2 separate regions of the Danio rerio genome follow, and region 2 is linked to region 1. The links are chromatin contacts, called in public Hi-C maps. All regions are on one chromosome and are shown on one strand. The core of a region is the stretch at or near the end of the contact, and the rest is flanking DNA. Distances in the headings are between cores, read along the strand shown.

Region 1 (6,706 bases), core at 1,420-3,919:
TATAAATGCAATCGTTTCATTCATTCATTTTCTTTTCGGCTTAGTCCCCTTACTAATCTGGGATCGCCACAGCGGAATGAACCGCCAACTCATCCAGCATATGTTTTACGCAGCTGATACCCTCCAAGCTGCAACCCATCACTGGGAAACCCCTATACACACATTTTCATACACGCACTACAGACAATTAGGCCTACCCAATTCACCTATAGCACATGTGTTAAGACTTGTGAGGGAAACCGGGAGGAAACCCTCGCGAACATGCAAACTTCACACAGAAACACTAAATGACCCAGAATAGGCTCGGACCATTGACCTAGTAGCTGTGAGGGGACAGCGCTACCCATTGCACCCTTTCGAGACTATTTCAGTTAATTTTAAGCATTTGGCAGCATCTGATTTTAGAGCAACTTTTTGCTTTCTCTGAGCTTTTCGGCACCGCCTTACCTTTTTTACGGTCCATCTCTGACAATTAGCTTGTGTTGCACTTACTATTTGTTTGACATTCTTGCCAGATTTTGATTACACCCGCATAACCTCTGATTGGGTCGGCCCATCTCAAAACCAGCCGGCCATTGCCGATTGGGCCAATGCTTAACATTTATTATAATTATTACTATCATCATCATCATAATATTCATAACGAATGCTGAACACAAAGCGGGAGCGGTCGGGTTCGGACTGAAACGTGGCGGGAGTGGGATTTAAAAAGTCCCACGCAGATCTCTAGTTCAAGTTCTAATTGAGCCTGTCGGTACTCTCTGCGTGGAGTTTGCATGTTCTCACCGTGTTCATGTGGGTTTTGAATGAGTGTGTATGGGTTTTTTTCCCAGTGATGCGTTGCAGCTGGAAGGGCATTCGCTGCATAAAACATATGCTGGATAAGTTGGCGGTTCATTCCACTGTGGCGACCGCAGATTAATAAAGGGACTAAGCCAAAAAGAAAATGTATAAATAAACACCACGCAACAACATTTCATCAGTCCTCTCAACAAAAACAATCACATTCTTCCAATACCGCTCTCTTTATAATGCTTTAAAATTCCCCGAAAGACACAATTTTATTTAGTTTGAAGTCTTTTTGCAAATTATTCCATGTCCAAGGTGCACAATAAGAAAATGCAGTTTTACCCAGCTTGAGGTATATTTAAAAAGCAAACACTTGGAAGAGCATGACTAGTACTTCTCAGAGCTAAGACAAAGAAGAGTACAAAGATAAGCTGGAAGTTTACCTAACATAGCTTTATAGATAAAAGTGCGCCAGTGTTGTTTTCTGCATACAGCTATGTAATGTCCAGCCCACCATCTCAGATAAAATGCAATGATGAGTATGAGATGTTGCAGTTGAAATAAAATGTAGTGAAGTATGATATACAGCAGTAGTGCTCAACCCTGTTCCTGGAGATCGACCTTACTGCAAAGTTCAGCTCCAACCCTGATCAAACACACCTGAACCAATTAATTAGGACCTGAACAGCACTTGATAAATACAGGCAGGTGTGTTTGATATGGCTTGCACCTGAAATCTGCAGGAAGGTCGATCTCCAGGAACAGGGTTGGTCATGCCTGATATTGACCTTATTCTAAAATGCGGAAGTGCGCCTGTTTTCGCGATTGTCTTAGAACTTCCGATTCAGTCGCCTATGGGAGAACTGACTAGGAATAATAAACGGCAGAAAATGGCCAAACTACTTGCTCAACAAACAAATGTTTGCATGACTACACAGACCAAGTAGCATATTATAATAAGAAAATATTAAATTGCAACATCAAGCAGCGTAACGAGCAGTTGTTAACGTCAAAAAATGAATGGAAGTGAATGTGACCGGAAGTCGCGAGACAAAAAGATTCAAATGGCAGCGCCCGCTCGTCTGCTGAGAATAAGGTGAATACAGAATCAAGTCTTGTTAGAATAGAAGACGCCTCATGCATGTATAATACATCACCATTATCAAGCACAAACTAAAACATGCATGCTTTTTTATCTATTTATGCACTTTTAGTCTACACAGAGTGATGTTCACATGTTTCCAAAAGAAAGAACAGCATATTTTAACAGGCCGCTAATAAAGAAACGCCTGAAGATGAAACCCGCTCGTGTGTTCTCCAGCTGAGGATCGGTCTGTTCTCTGTCCAGCTGGCCACCGGAAGAACATTTGAGCACAGCTAAAAATCTGAGCATTCACTACGAAAACTTGCTTACCTTATTCGACCCGCAAAGCACCTGCTGTAGTTTGTCTGAAATGTGATATTTCTGGGATGATGAATAAAAAAAAGTATCCAAAAATATGCAAATTATGTGCAGCTCTGCGATTGGGATTGAAACACACAAGAGCTGTTTTTGAGGTGACACAGATCTGTGGTCGGACTCAAAACTAGACTACAAATGCAGAACTCCAAGCACTCCGAAAGAAGAACAAGTTCAAAAGCAAAACACGAACTACTGAAAAAAACAAAGTTCAAAACCACACTTGAGAACCGACTCTCGAAAGCAGCTGCTTGCAGGATGTTCACAGAATATAAAGCAAAAACATTTACCACATACTGTGACTGTCGCTGGATAAGACTGAAGGGCTTTATTTTATAAAAACAACCCTCCTGGATGTGCTTTATCTTGCTTATTGCATGGCTACTTGCCACAAAACATAAACATTAGATACAAAATATTGTTCTGAGCAGTAATAGTTCATTAATTCTTTAATTAAACACAAAAGCAGACAGAAACTAAACCAACTGAATAGAGCATATACTAACCTACAGATTATTCAGCCACACAATGGCACCAAACAGTCAAAAACACAAAGCTGACATAAACAAAACCTGCTGAATAGAGCATATACTAACCTACAAATTATTCAGTTACAAGATGGCAGCAAACTATCAAAAACGCAAAGCTGAAAGATACGAAATCTACTGAATGGAGCATATACTAACTTACGTATTTTTCAGTTACAAGATGGCACCAAACTGTCAAAAAATGCAAAGCAGGCAGAATAAAAACCAACTGAACGGAGCATATACTAACCTTCACATTATTCAATCACAAGAAGGTACCAGTCAAAAACGCAAAGCTGAAAGAAATTAAACCAACTTGAAGCATATACTAACCTTTGTGTTATTTAGTCATAAGATGAGGGCAAATAGTCAAAAACACAAAACTGACAGGACTGGTAACCAACTGAATGGAGCATATACTAACCCGCATATTATTTAGTCACAAAATGGCGGCAAATAGTCAAAAACACAAAACTGACAGGAACAAAACCAACTGAATGGAGCATATACTAACCTGCATATTATTTAGTCACAAAATGGCGGCAAATAGTCAAAAACACAAAGCTGAGAGGAACGGTAACCAACTGAATTGAGCATATACTAACATACATATTATTCAGTCACATTATGGCGGCAAATAGTCAAAAACACAAAGCTGACAGAAATGAAACCAACTGAATTAAGCATTTACTAAACTACGTTTAATTTAGTCACAAGATGGCAGCAAATAGTCAAAAACACAAAGCTGACAGGAACGAAAACAACTGAATGGAGCATATACTAACCTGCGTATTATTCAGTCACAAGATGGCATCAAACAGTCAAAGATGCAAAGCTGACAAAAACTAAATCAACTGAATGGAGCATTTACTAACCTTTGTATTATTCAGTAACAAAGATGGCGCCAAAAAGTAAAAAATGCAAAGCTGCCAGAAACGAAACCAACTAAATGGAGTATATACTAAATCGCCTGCTATTCAGTCACACCTATGTATTATTCAGTCACAAAGATGGCACCAAACAGTCAAAAACAAAGCAGACAGAAAAGAAACCTACTAAATGGAGCATATTCTAACCTACTTATTATTTAGTCACAAGATGGCATGTTAACCTCCATATTATTCAATCACAAGACAGCGGAAAACAGTCAAAAACTGAAAGTTAATCAACTGAATGGAGCATATACTAACCCATGTATTGTTTAGTCACAAGATGGCGGCAAACAGTCAAAAACGCAAAATTGACAGAAACAAAACTTCCCGAATGATGCTGTGTTATTTAGCAGTTGTTATCTTGAGATAACATACCTTGGAATGTTATGACTGACCAATCAGAATCAAGTATTCCAGCTGTATATTAAAAAAAATGTTTAATCAATTTATGCAAATCTTGCGATTTTTTATGTGAGTATTTATTTGTCAAAAATCAGACTTCCAGGTTTGGTACTGATGTCATATGACGCATTTCTGTGAGAATCCAGTCCCATTGTGATGCACAGTTTCAAATACAGTATAGGGAAATTAAATGGAACTAATTATTAAGTAAAATAATGACTATTGAAAATGAAAGTAAGTTAAACAAAATAAAATAAGAAACTAAATAAATGCAATAAATAAATAAATAAGAACAAAATGCACAATAGTCATTGAGTAAAATAATGAAAAATAAAGTAATTAAATTTGTAAAAAGGGTTGAATTTAGGAGAAAAAAAGTGTCAACAATAAGGTCAAAATTTCCATGTTTTATGTTCTACTGAGGTGGAAACAGGTCGGTCTGATACACTCCATAACAAACAACATAAATATTTCCATCAAAAACAATTAAATACATATATGAATTGTGTTCATTCATGTAACAGGAGTGTGATCTGAGCAATCCCTGACCCCTGTTGGTCATATCAGGCAACTACAGTAAGAAGAGAATAATGCATAAGGCAGGACTGCAAAATAAATTCACTCTATTCTTTAATCAATGGTTTGTCTAAAAACATGAAACCCAACTCCTATAAAAGTTTCTTCTTAATGCATTAAATTAAATTCCTTGACCATGAAATCATGAGAATTTAAAAGCACAAAAGTGTAGGTGAATAGGTTTAAAAAATCATCTAAATTTATCTCTGACAAATCAATATTGGTAAAGCATGAATTATAATACCTTGAACATTTCAAAAATACTCAAAAAATTCAGAATGACAGATCCACATTATGTGTTTAACATTATTATATACAGAACTGAACACCAAAGCAGCCAAAGTGAATGAGTGTGTGTGTTTGTGTAATACCTGTCCTCACGTGTGTTGGGGCTCAGGTAGCGTGTGGACTCTTCCTCATGGCTGCTCTGCAGGCTGCTCTGCTGGCTGCTGGAAACACACAAATCCAACATAAGAAACACACACACACGCAGATGTCCACTTATACTGATAATGATCAAATAAATGTACACATAAAAATGCATGTACACTCAATATTTTGCTAAGTCTTTAAAATAAAATATTAAAAATAAACCGAATCAGTACAATTCTTGAGTTTTTTTTTTGTTTGAAAACTTAAATTGCTTTACTTCAATTTGTAAAAACAAAGCTAACTTAATCAATTTGTTTTGGGACAACATGAAGAAATTTTGTGAAACCTAGCATTTTTATAATGTACACAGTAAATAAATGCTGGCTTCCACACAATCAATTTGTGTTGGCACAACATGAAGGAATTAAGTCAACTTACTAGCATTTAAGTGTACAATTTTGAGTAGATTGAACATAAACAATTAAGTTTATATTTTTGCTACTTCTTTAAACTAATATATTAAAATGAGCTGAATCAACACAATTCTTGAGTTTTTTAGACAACTTAGTTGTTTAATGTTCAGCCTTCTTCAATTTGTAAAAACAAAACTAACAATCAATTTTTGTTGGGACAGCATTGAATGGAATTGTGTGAAACCTAGCATTTTTTACAGTGTACACGTGTAAACTAAAAACAAAGTTGGCTTCCACACAATCGATTTGTGTTGGGAAAGAATTAAGTAAGCTTTTCAGTTTTTAAGTTTACAAATTTGAGCAGATTGAACATAAACAATTAAATTATCGACAAAAAACTAAAGAATTGTGTTAATTCAGCTCATTTTTAAATATACTAGTTTGAGCAAACAACAAACACCTTTGCTTGAGTGCATATTGTTAAAATCTAAATTATTAGCCTTCCTGTAAACGATAAATTAATTCAAATAATAACTTTAATAATATTGACTAAGGCTGCACGGTACTGGCAAAAACAGTTGAAGTATAAACTATACAGTTGAAGTCAGAATTATTAGCCCCCCTTGGATTTTTTTTTCTTTTTTAAATATTTCCCAAATGATGTTTAACAGAGCAAGGACATTTTCACAGTATGTCTGATAATATTTTTGCTTTTGGAGAAAGACTTATTTGTTTTATTTTGGCTAGAATAAAAGCAGTTTTTAATTTTTTAAACACCATTTTAAGGACCATATTATTAGCCCCTTTAAGCAAATTTTGTTTTTCAATAGTCTACAGAACAAACCATCATTGTACAATAACTTACCTAATTACCCTAACCTGCCTAGTTAACCTAATAAACCTAGTTAAACCTTAAAATGTCCCTTTAAGCTGTATAGAAATGTCTTGAATATTATCTAGTAACATATTATTTACTGTCATCATGGCAAATATAAAACAAATCAGTTATTAGAAATGAGTTATTAAAACTATTATGATTACAAATGTGTTGAAATGTGTTGTTTCTCGGTTAAACAGAAATTGGGGGAAAAAATAAACAGGGGGGCTAATAATTCTGACTTCAACTATGTATGTATGTATGTATGTATATATATATATATATATATATATATATATATATATATATATATATATATATATATATATATATATATATATATATGTATGTATATATAT
Region 2 (6,706 bases), core at 2,297-4,796, 67 kb before region 1:
TAAATATATTTCCAATCTGATATGTAATGGGGAGAAAAAAAGTAGCACGAGTTTAGCTGATGGTGGATTCGAACCGAGTTTATAATTTATCGCGCCAAAAGACGAAACTGTGCGCCTTACAAGTGCGCCACTGCGGCTACAATATTTCATAGCTCTTCACTCATCATGTCTCTATCAATCAGGCATCGAGGGGCGTAAACCCTGAAAAGCTTATTCCAACTAGATGCGCTTTTTGCAATTAGCCAAAAAAAGACACTCCGAAATTGTCCTTTTTTTCTCTCCCCTCGCAGGGGCCCCTAGTGCGCACGGGCCCCTGGGCCTGTGCCCATAATGCCCATTGGTTAATCCGGCCCTGGCTAGAATGAAAGCAGTTTTTAATTTTTCAAACACCATTTTAAGGAAAAAAATTATTAGCCCCTTTAAGCTATATTTTTTCCGACTGTCAACAGAACAAACCATCATATAGTTAACCTAATTAACCTAGTTAAGCCTTTAAATGTCACTTTAAGCTGTATAGAAGTGTCTCGAAAAATATCTAGTCAAATATTATTTACTGTCATCATGGCAAAGATAAAATAAACCAGCTATTAGAGATGAGTTATTAAAACTATTATGATTAGAAATGGGTTGAAAAAATCTGTTCTCCATTAAACAGAAATTAGGGATAAAAAAAACAGGGTGGCAAATAATTGAGGGGGGCTAATAATTCTGACTTCAACATATCAAGAGCCACTGGACTCACAAAATCCTGGAGGGACTGAATAAGGTGTCGATGGAGATGCTCGACGCTCTTTCTGCCACCACACATGAGATGTGATTATTTACAGTCTTGTCTTGTGGCATATACAGTCCTCCTCCTTCACTGCTTGAGACTATATTTACATGTGAGCACTTGAGCCTGCAGTCATCTGCCCACCCAGGAAAAACAAAACTGAGAAAGTCTGATGCTTTCTGATAAGCTCACACTTGGAAAGTGTCCCGGAATCATTGTTTCCTGCTGATCCTTATAAACAGGGGCCATTATCTGCACACAGATGCTGGTTTTCACTTCAAACATCCTGTTTTCCTCTGTTTATGGTGACACGGAGAAGCGTCATGCCAAAGTCTACAGATACACAAAGACTGTTCCCTTGCATTACTATGAATGGGGAAAATTGCAATGCTCTGTTTGGCCACTACAGCAAATGCAAGCCCCGCCTTCCTGGTGAAAATAACCAATCATCAGCCTTTATACAGCTATTCAGTTTTGTGGGAAGGCGTCTGTACAGAATAGCTTGTTTGTTATGGCAAACGGTCATTTGGTTACTATTAAAACAGCCATGAAGAGGATTGGTATATTATATAACATATAACCCAACATATAACCCAACTATGTTATACTATATGGTATAACATATAACCCAACTATAGGTTATTACAGTACATTCCCAACTATGGGTTATTTTAATCCAAAGCATTGGGTTATTTTAACTAAATGTTATTTTTTTCCACACTGGTATGACTATTGCGACTAGTACTACTATTAATTTTATATTATGGTTGTGTAAATAAATAGTATGCAGTTTTCAAAACTATTAAAAATGCTTTATTTTCATTACATTTTAAGTTCCAGACACTTTAGAGCTTTACTCCGTTTAATATAGATGGATATAAAGAGCGCATTTGTATTATCAATAACTAAAAGTGTTGGTACAACGGATATAAAAAACACAGAGAGGTACATAAAAATAACAATATTATCGTGTTACAGATTAAATAAACATTACAATGTAAAAACAACATTACGTGCGCATATTAATACAGCTGCTCTGTGTCAGTTAAATCAGGTAAATGTTGAAATTCAACCTTTTTTAACCCAACTGGTTGAGTTATTAAATAAATAACCCAATAAAGGTTAAAAATAACCCAACAAAGCACCAAATATTTAACACAACTGGTTGAGTTATTAATTAAACAACCCAATAAAGGGTAAAAATAACTTAACAAAGCACCAAATACTTACCAAAACTGGTTGAGTTTTCATTAAAAAACTCAATAAAGGTTAAAACTAACCTAAACAAAGCACCAAATATTTAACACAACTGGTTGAGTTATTAATTAAATAACCCAGTAAGCAGGGATAACCAAACTTGTTCTTAAAGGGCCGGTGTCCTGCAGATTTTAGCTCCAACCTTAATCAAACACACCTGAACAAGCTTATCAAGGTCTTACTAGGTATACTTTAAACACCCAGGCAGGTGTGTTGAGGCAATTTGGAGCTAAACCCTGCAGGGACACCGGTCCTCCAGGACCGAGATTGGTGACCCCTGCAATAAAGGTTAAAAATAACCCAACAAAGCACCAAATATTTAACACAACTGGTTGAGTTATTAATTAAATAACCCAATTAAGGTTAAAAATAACCCAATAAAGCAACAAATATTTAACACAAATGGTTGAGTTATCAATTAAATAACCCAATAAAGGTTAAAAATAACCCAACAAAGCACCAAATATTTAACACAACTGGTTGAGATTTTAATCAATTAACTCAATAGAGCAGAGGTGGCCGACCCTGTTCCTGGAGAGCCACCTTTCTGCAGATTTCAGTTGCTACCCATATCAAACACACCTGAACCAATAATTAGGACCTGAACGTCACGTGATAATTACAGGCAGGTGTGTTTGATATGGGTAGCAACTGAAATCTGCAGGAAGGTGGCTCTCCAGGAACAGGGTTGGCCACCCCTGCAATAGAGGTTAAAAATAACCCAAACAAAGCACCAAATATTTAACACAACTGGTTGAGTTATTAAATAAATAACCCATTAAAAGTTAAAAATAATCCAACAAAGCCCCAAATATTTTCAACTCAGCCATTGGGTCAAATAAATAACTCAAAGATTTTTAAAGTGTACATAATATTAAATTAAATTAAAGGTCAATATGATATTATTCAAGAAACATCTCATGGATGCATTTGGGACACATCATCAGTGATGTATCCTGGGATCATTCGGGGCTCTCAATATCATACACTCTCATACCAACATCATACACTCTCACCCATAAAATGACATACAGTTATCAGAATTTGCAAATAACTTTCATAATTTATACTCTGAAAGAAGGTAAAACACTGTCCCTTACAAAAAAAAAAAAAAAAAAACCACACAGCTCTGCTTACATGCAAGGGTGAACAAGCCCACACATTAGACCGTTTAATTGTTCTTCAGTGAATAAAATGTGGAATCTTTGTTTATACTGTCAGCATCCTGCTTCTCAGTTAAGAGTTTCAGAAATCCAATATATTTTAATATGAACTTAAGCTTTCTCAAACAATTTAATAAAAACTAAATTATCTGAGCTATATAGTGATTTTAGATGCAGTTCAAGCAGCAGAAGCAGAGCAGCCTGATCCACGATTGAAACAAAAACACAGTTTACACAGAGAGAGAGAGAGAGAGAGAGAGAGAGAGAGAGAGAGAGAGAGAGAGAGAGAGAGAGAGAGAACACTGTGGTCTTTGTTCTGCGGTGCACTTTCATTAGAGTGATCCAGAGGTTATGACCGACTCTGAGACACGAGCACAACATCACAAAGGCACTTGTAAAATAATGAAACACACCATTGAGCTGGCTGAAAAACAAATGCTGGAAATGAAATGTCAGGTCAAACAGCTTTACACAGAAGGAGGAAACCATATCTAACATGAACTCTCTGTGAAGGCACGATTTAACTAAAACACGAGATCCACATGACGGGGTGTGTAATGATGTCCACATGTTTGTTTGTGACATTCTCATCATACAACAACTGGGGTCCGTTCTTCATACTTCTCTTAAAGAAACAGTATGTCATCTTGGCCACTAGAGGGTGTGTATTCACAACAATTAAAAGCTAGTTTGATGATAGTGTGATTGATGAGGCTTTCACACCAGACATTGCATGCGCGACTAGTTTACGATATTCATGTGTAGTCGGATGCTTGAACATTTTGAGTGTACTTACTTCTTTCGCGCATCAAATCCACTATATGTATGCAACTTACTTTACAATGGATCAGCACCATGGAAGGGGCGTCTGTCTGCCTGCTGACTTTAGTATCATTGCAAAATGGCTAAAATGGATTTTAATGAGAGAGTAACTGCACTGTGTGCTTTAGGAAGGCTGAAAAATGGCGTAATATCGTTCATCAAGTCCTCCAGAAGCTGATCCTGGAAAAGGGCCACTTTTAGCAGTACTTCCGGCTATGGTTGCACTATACTGAAATTCAGTACCAATCTATACTGAAATTTTTAAAACCTCTACTAACAATGAGCACGCTCTTAAACCATTGGGTTTAACCATTGGGTCATTGTCATTGGGCTCATGTGTGTTTTAAAGCCGTGATTAATCAGCTAATTCCTCATATGTCAGCTTATAGACAAACCAGCTGATCGATGGGACTTTAAAATGCTCCAGTGCCCCTGTACCTGTGGTTACTAGGGATGGGAAGATTAACCGATATGTATCGATACGCAGTCATGCGCGTGCACGATGCGAGTGCATCGGTTGAGCAGCAGAGGATGAATGAAATTTTGGAAGCAAATCGAGATGCATCGGTTTTTGCGAGATGCATCGATTTTTCCGAGATACAGCTTATATTTTTAATATAGAATGTATTTTTTATTTATTAACAAGTGTTGTCAACCTGTTTTTGGCGCATAATTTAATCGACCTACATTAAGTAAGCCTTAGCAACGGATTTGCGGATGTGTACACTCACACTACAACTCAGTGTATCAGGTGTGCGGATGAAGCTAGTGGAGCGCCCTCAGAAAGCGCGAGAAGCAAAACAAACATTTTATTCCTCACTGAGTTTTAAATCTAAAGTATGGCAACATTATGGATTTAAGGATGGACGACATGACAGGACAGATGCAATTTGCAAAATGTGCCGCGCATCTGTAAAATACGCGGGCAGTATGACTAATCTGAAATCTCACTTGAAGCGACGCCACGGTGTTGTTGTGAAAGCATCTTCCAGTGTTTCTGCATCCCCGGCTTTCGCACTGCTTCAACCAGCTCCAAAAGTGGTGAGAAAAGCATTGCAAGTTTTTTTTTTCCATGCGCAACAGTTCTGCTCGCTCTACGCCAATAACGAATGCTATTGCATTGTTCATCTGCAAAGATATTCAGCCTAGTGTCACGGAGAACGAAGGTTTTAAACACCTCCTCCTGTTAATTTTTATTTAATTATAATAATAATAATATTAATAATAATAATGATAAAAATAATTGGGTGTCACGGTGGCACAGTGGGTAGTTTGACCACCTCACAGCAAGAAGACTGCTGGTTTGTTATATTTTTATTAGCCTGTTGTTTACAGTGACAGTGATGTTTCAAAGCAGCATAACACTGCTAGTTCACGACCTTAAGTTTGGAATATTCAGTGGCAAAATATATCTTTGTAAAACTTGTTTTCATAGTTGAAAAGTTAAATCACAATTCTTGTTGTGCAATGCTAAATTTATTTATGTTGAAAGAGTGCAAATATATACATATTTTTTTAATATATATTGCACTTATACATTCTGTTTATCTTGAAAATACTTAAATAATATGTGCTATATGTTCTAAAATGGCCCTCTACTGTAAACTGACACTCTGGCTCTGAGAGAAGAGCCAGTTTGTAAAAAAAAGTCTTGGTTTTGCTTGGTTTATAAATAATCAAACTCATTCAATGGCACAGCATCCTCTTTCACATAATCTCATAAACTTGATCTAATTAGTTAGTGCTGAATTATCGCATTGTATCGTGATATGGGTGTGAATCGTATCGTGTTGCATCGCAATATGTCACAAATGTATCGCTAATATATCGGATCGTATTCTTTGTATCGAGATGCGTATCGGATCGGCATTAAAGCTTAGATGCCCAACCCTAGTGGTTACATTTCCCGCTAACAATTGAGCGCTATTGAGCACGTTCTTAAACCATTGGGTTTAACTAGTGGGTTTAACCATTGGGTCATTGCCATTGGGTTCATGTGTGTTTTAAAGCAGCCATTAATCATTGAATCGTTCTTATGTCAGGTTATAGATAAACCAGCTGATCGATGGGACTTTAAAACGCTGCAGTGCCCTGTAACTGTGGTTAATTTTCCCGCTAACATTTGAGCGCTATTGAGCACGCTCTTAAACCATTGGGTTTAACCATTGGGTCTAACCATTGGGTCATTGTCTTTGGGTTCATGTTTGTTTTAAAGCCGTGATTAATCATCGAATTGCTCATATGTCAGCTTATAAACAAACCAGCTGATCGACGAGACTTTAAAACGCTCCAGTCCCCCTGTGGGTGCATTTCCCACTTACATTTAAGCACTATTGAGCACGCTCTTACATTTACATTTAATCATTTAGTAGACGTTTTTATCCAAAGCGACTTACAAATGAGGACAAGGAAGCAATTTACACAACTATAAGAGCAACAATGAATAAGTGCTGTAGGCAAGTTTCAGGTCTGTAAAGTCTAAGAAGGAAAACATTAGTAATGTGAGAATGTTTTATTTATTTATTGTATTTATTTTATTTTATTTATTTATTTATATTATAGCTAGAGAGGCAATTGCAGATTAGGAAGTGAAGTGGGTCTTAAACCATTGGGTTTAACCATTGGGTCATTGGGTTCATGTGTCCAAAGGGACCTCTTCCAGAAATCATGCTGATGGATGATACTTATTGTT

The links. A called contact is a pair of places that touch in the nucleus more often than the background predicts.
Region 2: a Hi-C map of an unstated tissue shows a contact between it and region 1, with 7 times the contacts expected there. The contact joins two enhancer-like sites. A contact is called at or near these places in 3 of 18 Hi-C or Micro-C datasets (caudal fin, hematopoietic stem cells and an unstated tissue).

What each region holds. Positions count from the first base shown.
Region 1 is chr10:45,398,569-45,405,274 of GRCz12tu, reverse strand. It overlaps gramd1ba (GRAM domain containing 1Ba), which reads right to left. Exons shown (of 21, transcript XR_012386543.1): 2 at 5,057-5,134. Among named protein-coding and RNA genes, the nearest start is that of gramd1ba, 67 kb to the right of the region's middle. Within about 2 kb of position 2,669, at least 3 of the 62 cell types and tissues checked have an H3K27ac peak or open chromatin away from gene starts, as enhancers often do.
Region 2 is chr10:45,466,816-45,473,521 of GRCz12tu, reverse strand. All of the region lies in intron 4 of gramd1ba (GRAM domain containing 1Ba), which reads right to left. Among named protein-coding and RNA genes, the nearest start is that of git2b, 39 kb to the left of the region's middle. Within about 2 kb of position 3,546, at least 9 of the 62 cell types and tissues checked have an H3K27ac peak or open chromatin away from gene starts, as enhancers often do.